2 separate regions of the Mus musculus genome follow, and region 2 is linked to region 1. The links are chromatin contacts, called in public HiChIP or PLAC-seq maps. All regions are on one chromosome and are shown on one strand. Each heading gives the region's core, a stretch centred on a gene start, on an enhancer-like site or on the middle of the called end of the contact. The rest is flanking DNA. Distances are from core to core; before and after follow the strand shown. Region 1 overlaps Vwa8 (von Willebrand factor A domain containing 8). Region 2 has its middle 30 kb from the start of Rgcc.

The links. HiChIP or PLAC-seq counts read pairs in DNA pulled down with a chosen protein or histone mark.
Region 2: a contact with region 1 is called in an H3K27ac HiChIP or PLAC-seq map of thymic regulatory T cells, with 5 times the contacts expected there. The contact joins two enhancer-like sites. A contact is called at or near these places in 3 of 15 datasets of contacts at CTCF or cohesin (the NIH/3T3 cell line, pro-B cells and stem cell-derived epiblast-like cells), 19 of 484 Hi-C or Micro-C datasets (the 3T3-L1 cell line, DN2 thymocytes, arterial endothelial cells and 10 more), 19 of 115 datasets of contacts at active chromatin or transcription factors (PVALB interneurons, T-cell acute lymphoblastic leukemia, bone marrow-derived macrophages and 10 more) and 4 of 9 other capture datasets (adipose tissue, embryonic stem cells, liver and 1 more).

The regions. Positions count from the first base shown.
Region 1 is chr14:79,138,720-79,141,490 of GRCm38.p6, forward strand. All of the region lies in intron 37 of Vwa8 (von Willebrand factor A domain containing 8), which reads left to right. Among named protein-coding and RNA genes, the nearest start is that of Gm30970, 4.9 kb to the left of the region's middle. Within about 2 kb of position 1,367, at least 71 of the 459 cell types and tissues checked have an H3K27ac peak or open chromatin away from gene starts, as enhancers often do. A contact at or near this core is called in adipose tissue, thymic regulatory T cells and trophoblast stem cells, where this site is marked.
Region 2 is chr14:79,330,051-79,332,926 of GRCm38.p6, forward strand. No RefSeq gene overlaps it. Among named protein-coding and RNA genes, the nearest start is that of Rgcc, 30 kb to the left of the region's middle. Within about 2 kb of position 1,386, at least 100 of the 459 cell types and tissues checked have an H3K27ac peak or open chromatin away from gene starts, as enhancers often do. A contact at or near this core is called in adipose tissue, thymic regulatory T cells and trophoblast stem cells, where this site is marked.

The DNA.
Region 1 (2,771 bases), core at 117-2,616:
TCACCAGGCTCTTGTTTTAAGATACCAGGTTTTCTTTCAAGTCAGGAGGCTGAGGAAGAAGCAGTCATCTTGGAAGTTTACTGTCTTTATTACCTAGCCTGGTCCCTTGTCTGTGTGTCTGCCTTCTGGGGAGTCTGTCTAACTCCTAGTCTCTCCCTTCTACCGAAGGAGTGTTGCCCATGTTGATTGGTGCCAAGAAACAAGGCTTAATTTAGTACCCAAATAGCACAGTTCCCTCCCCTAAAGGGCTAAGCTGTGTGTAATAACCAGCCATGATAACTAGCATGCAATAATTAGTTAAGACTGAAGGCACTGTTTTTAATCACTTAGTTGGACTTTTAGTGATAGGAGCAGGGAGATCTGCCCTGCCAAGGACCTCAGGTCTCACTAACCTCTTCAGCTCTTCCTCACCTCTAAGCCCTCTGAACAAAATGGTTTGATCACAACTAATAATCATTCTTATTATTATCCTCAGACAACTGGTGCTAACTGGGATGGCCCAGGTGCAGCAGGACATAGGATTGAATGGCGATTCCAAGCAGTAGTCTACCACACAGCAGCGCTGGCCCCGCTCAAGTGGGCAGACATTACAGTAACATTCGTTTTTAAGATTCACAGGGGCTAGAAATGCTTCATTGTTAACAATGCTTGCTACTTACTCTTCCAGAGGACCTGAGTTCAGTTCCTAGCACCTGTGTCAGGTGACTCACAACCACTTGTAATTCCAGCTCCAGCGCCCCCTTCTGGCCTCTACAGGCACCTGCACACATGTGGTGGGGCAGAAGGTGAAAAATAAACTTTTTTCTTTAAACTTTACCATATAAAAACTCCTGTTCTTACTTCAGGTACTCATTATACATCTTTCCCCTGATAAAATGTCCTAGCCATGTTTTCCACCTGTATTTTGCCATAAACAGCAGTATCGCTCCCTGCCAGCACTCTATACAGGCAAGTGCTTAGAGGCCAAGACCTTCCTGGGTGGTGGGTGGTGGAGGAGCAGAGCAAGGCCACTGGGAAGGGAGGCCTCTGTGAGCAAACGGTGGGCAGGGGTCTAGACAGAGCAGGTGGAATCTCTTCCCCTGATCCAGCCTCATTGTCCTCTTTGGTTGTATCTGCCACTTATTAAGTAACAAAACAATCAGGTATTGTTGGTATTTTGATTCAAGCTCAAAATGTTACTTCCTAAAATCTCCTATAAGTTTTCACTTGTCGTCAGGATGTCCTCTGCACTGAGTGGCATTTCTTTGCTGTTATCAGGTGACAGCAGGTGTGTCTGAACAAAGCTCTCTGTCACTGAACACTGTAAAGGTTGCTGCCGTTTTTTACTGAAATTTTCACGAATGCATATACTATACGTGAGTCACACTCCTGCCGTCACTGCCCTTTCTCACCCACAGAGTGCATTTTATAAACGGCATGAAGCCAGAAGTGGGGGTTTTCAGCTAGCAAGCATGTGAGTTTTAAATCGCTGAATTCAGTACCTGTCCATTTAGGTTACTCTACCAGCACTCCAAATGATTGCTTTTTCTTGCCAGATTGGTTTATTTTCCTCCTTAGGCTAGCCACCCTTCAGCCTTACAACACTCAGGTTTATTGAGCACAGGGAATATCCTTTTAAAAAGATCATTGCGTCTCAGTTTATATAAGTCTACCAGCAGGAGCATTTATCACTCCCTAGGGGTGACTGTGAACCATGCAGGTCTGGCTGCCTGTTAAAATTTACGGCGTTTGTGACAGGCCGGGCGGGGAGCTACAGCTGAGCTCCTGCTCCGGTGACTGTCCCCTGGCTGCTGCGGCTGGGGTCACTGCCGTCAACAGGCACAGACAGAAAGGTCACTTCTCTGTTTTGTTCATGTTGAGAAACGCGTTAGATAATTATCTGTCTTTTGTTGTCTAAGAAGAATAGGCGCATGGGAGGGGTGTCCTTTCCTTTCCTTGAATTTTCCCCACTGGGCTCCCTAAAACAGAATGGCTGTGCACACAGTCCACACAAAGAGCACAGCACTCCAGAGATGACCCACCCATTGGTCAGGATCTGAGAGTCTTTGTTCTCAAGGAGATACCTCACCATAGGCCAGCCTTCCTCAGGGTCTGGAAAGCCTCCGTCCTTTAAACAACCATCCCAAAGGTTGTGTTCCGTGGAAAGTTACAACAATGTATACCTCACCTGTGGGTCGTGGGCATGGTTTCAACCCTGCACACACACACCAGCAGGGACAGGTTTGCCATGGATAAAGCACCCTGGATGGATGGGACTCTTGTCACAGGCAGTGGGGACAGCCTGCTGGGAGACTGCTGAGAAGCAAAAGCAGGTGCTGTATGGAAGCCAGGCTCACTTTTGGAAGGCCAGTCACATGGTGGCTCTTCTCCAATCCACATACTTGGAATTCATCCAGAATGCAGACTTTGCTGCTCTGACCTCACCTGATCCCTCTCACAGCCAGCAAGCTATCTTTACCTCTAAACAGACAGCCATGGGCTACAAACCCTCCAGTCAAAGGAACATACGGAGATTGTCGGAAATTCTTTTGAGATTGAAAATGTCTTTTAAGCCCAGTCTCTCTGAGGAGTTCTATAATGTCTGCATGTCTCTGAGACCCAAAGCCCCACCACACACACACACACACACACACACACACACACACACACACACACGACATAGTTCCTTGCCTGTTCCTTCAAAACCTCTTAAAATCATTATCTACGAGGCTGGCTAAGAATGCTTACTAATGAGGATGGAGAGATGGCTCCGTGATGAAGAAGAACACTGG
Region 2 (2,876 bases), core at 136-2,635, 190 kb after region 1:
CCTGACACTATTAATAATACTCTGTTACGCTTGCAGACAGGAGCTTAGCATAACTGTCCTCTGAGAGGCTCTACCCAGCAGCGGACTGAAACAAATGCAGATACCCACAGCCAAACATTGGACAGAGGTCAGGGACTCTTATGGAAGAGCTGAGGAAAGGACTGAAGGCCCTGAAGGGGGTAGGAACTCCCCAGCATCAACTAACCTGTTGGTCTTCCCTGTCAGTCATCTTAACCTGTTGGTAAATACTGAGAGCTCTCAGAGACTGACCCACCAACCAAAGAGCTATATGGGGTGGTCTGAGGCTCCCCACATTAATGTACCAATTAAATGCTGCTCAGTTTCCATGTGGGTTCCCCCAAAACTGGAGCTGGGCTGTCCGTAAAGCTGTTGTCTAACTGTGGAATCTGTTCCCCAACAGGGCTGCCCTGGCTAGCCTCAGTGGCTAAGCCTAATTTTGCAGAGCCTTGATGTGCCAGGGTTGGAGGGATACCCACGGGGCTCCACTCTCTCAGAGGAAAAGGGGATGGGATATAGGGAGAGACTTTGTGAGGGAAGACTGGAAGGGGACAGCATTTGGGATATAAATAAATAAATAATGTTTTAAAAAAGAATATAGGTATGTACATATACACATATACATATAACAACAGTTAATACCTTTGGCTATGGATTTGAAAGACAGCAAGAAGAGTTATATGGGAGGGTTTGGAAGAAAGAAATGGAAGAGGGAAATGATGTAATAATTTCAAAAAATAAGAATAACTAGATAAAACCTACAAAATAGAAGAAAAGCAATGGCACAATAAAAAAGAAAATATCTGCCAGTGGGTGATGCAGATACTATTAATAACTTTTATTTAGCTTTGTTTCTTTTACTTGAAACAAAATTCTTTATATCTATTTTCCTAACTATCAAAAATAATTTCAACCCACTTCAGTTAGGATGGAAGAAGAGGAAGAAATACAGCATTTACTCATTCAACAAGCATTTTCACACTACATATAGGGACGTACCAGGAGTGTAAAAATGAATGCTAGAGTTCACAGCCACAAAGATCTCACTGTGCTACACTGACTTACTTTATCGATGACATGCAATTAACATACAGCCCGATCCTCGACTGCTGTGACATAGGACTGTTGTGAAAATGTGCACAAAGGACTGGCCGCTGTACTAGCTGCACAAAAGATACCTGATGAATGCTGGGTATTATTTTTGTGACGGGTGGTAAAACAGTAAATAGATATAAAAACTGCATGTTACTAGAATACAACAGGCAATGTTTCTGGGAGGAGGAAATGCCTGCGGATGCACCGCAGACAGGAAGCGCGCGCGGGGGTAGGGGTGGGGCGGGGCGGGGGGTGGGGCGGGGAGCACAGCAGAAGGAAAGCATGCCCTGCGTAGAGATAAAGAGATTCTGACTGACAGTCTCCATCAGGAGAGTGGAGCTGGTACTTAGAACTGGCAAGGTGGCTCAGCAGGTACAAGCACTTGGTACACAAACCTGACAACATGACCTTGATCCCTGGAACCCACGGTGGGAGGAGAGAAACAGTACCCAAAAGTCCTCTGACTTCCACACAAGCACTGTGGCACGAGTGTGCCTGCTTTCTCCTCCCTCCCTCCCTGGCCCCCGAGTCTCTCTGCTTCTTTGTCTCGGTCCTTGTTTGTCTCTCACACACATAAATAAAAATCGTAAGGTATTAGTATTTATTCATCAGTTATGTGTTAGTCACTACATTCATGTACACACTCATGTACACACACACACACACACACACAGATCTGAGGTAGAAATTATAACTCCCATTTGACAGGATAACTAAGTCTTAGCAAGGCTAAGCAAATTATTCAGCACTGGGTGCTGCATGGGACAACTATGAGACCAGGAAAGGAAAGTGACGGGACAGGCCAACGATCTGAAAAACCCAAGCTATTGAAGTCTCAAACACTTGGCACTGAGTTGTTCTGTCAGAAGTGGCCCTGCGGGGCACAGGCAGGGAGACCCGGAACCTGCAGCATCAGTAAGCAGCTAACCCTCCTGCAATTGCTCTGGCTACCCATGCGGGTCTGGGCCAGAGCGGTAGCACCAGGAAGGAAGCATGCAGGCAGGAATGCCACACACCCTGGTTTCTGGTCTGGCTTTGCCATTAGCAGGCTTGGGTGAAATCCCAATTTCATGAATAGAACTGATTAGCTACTCTCTTATCAGAGTGACACAAATATATCCCAAAAACATGAGGGAGGAGAGGTTTGCTGTGGATCATGGTTTCACGGCCCTCAGTCCATCAAAGCAGAGAATATGGGTGGAGGAGCTCATGATGACAGACAGGCAGCAGAGGGGGTATTGTCTTCAAAGGGCCTACTGACTTAACTTCTGCCAACTCCTAAAGGCTCCTCGGCTTTTAAAATAGCACAAGCTGGGACCAGAACGCATACACATAAGCCTGTGGGGGACACTTCTGATTCAAACCATAGCACGCAATCCACAGCTCTCATTTCATACTGCAAATTCCATAATTTAGGATATATTCAGGGGCTGGAGATGGCTCAGCGGTTAAGAACACTGACTGCTCTTCCAGAGGTCCTCAGTTCAAATCCCAGCAACCACATGAAGGCTCACAACCACCTGTACAGCTACAGTGTACTCATATACATAAAATAAATAAATCTTTCTTTTAAAAAGATATATTCAGTCCAACTTCAAGTCCCTATGGTCTTAATAAGGTCTCAGTATTGCTCAAAAGTCTAAAATACCTTCTGACATTCAAAACCATTCTCTTAGTTGGAAATTTTGTAAAATCGAAAACCAAGTTATGCATACTCCCTATTAATTCATTCCTGGTCAACATTCCTAGTCCGAGAGGAAAGA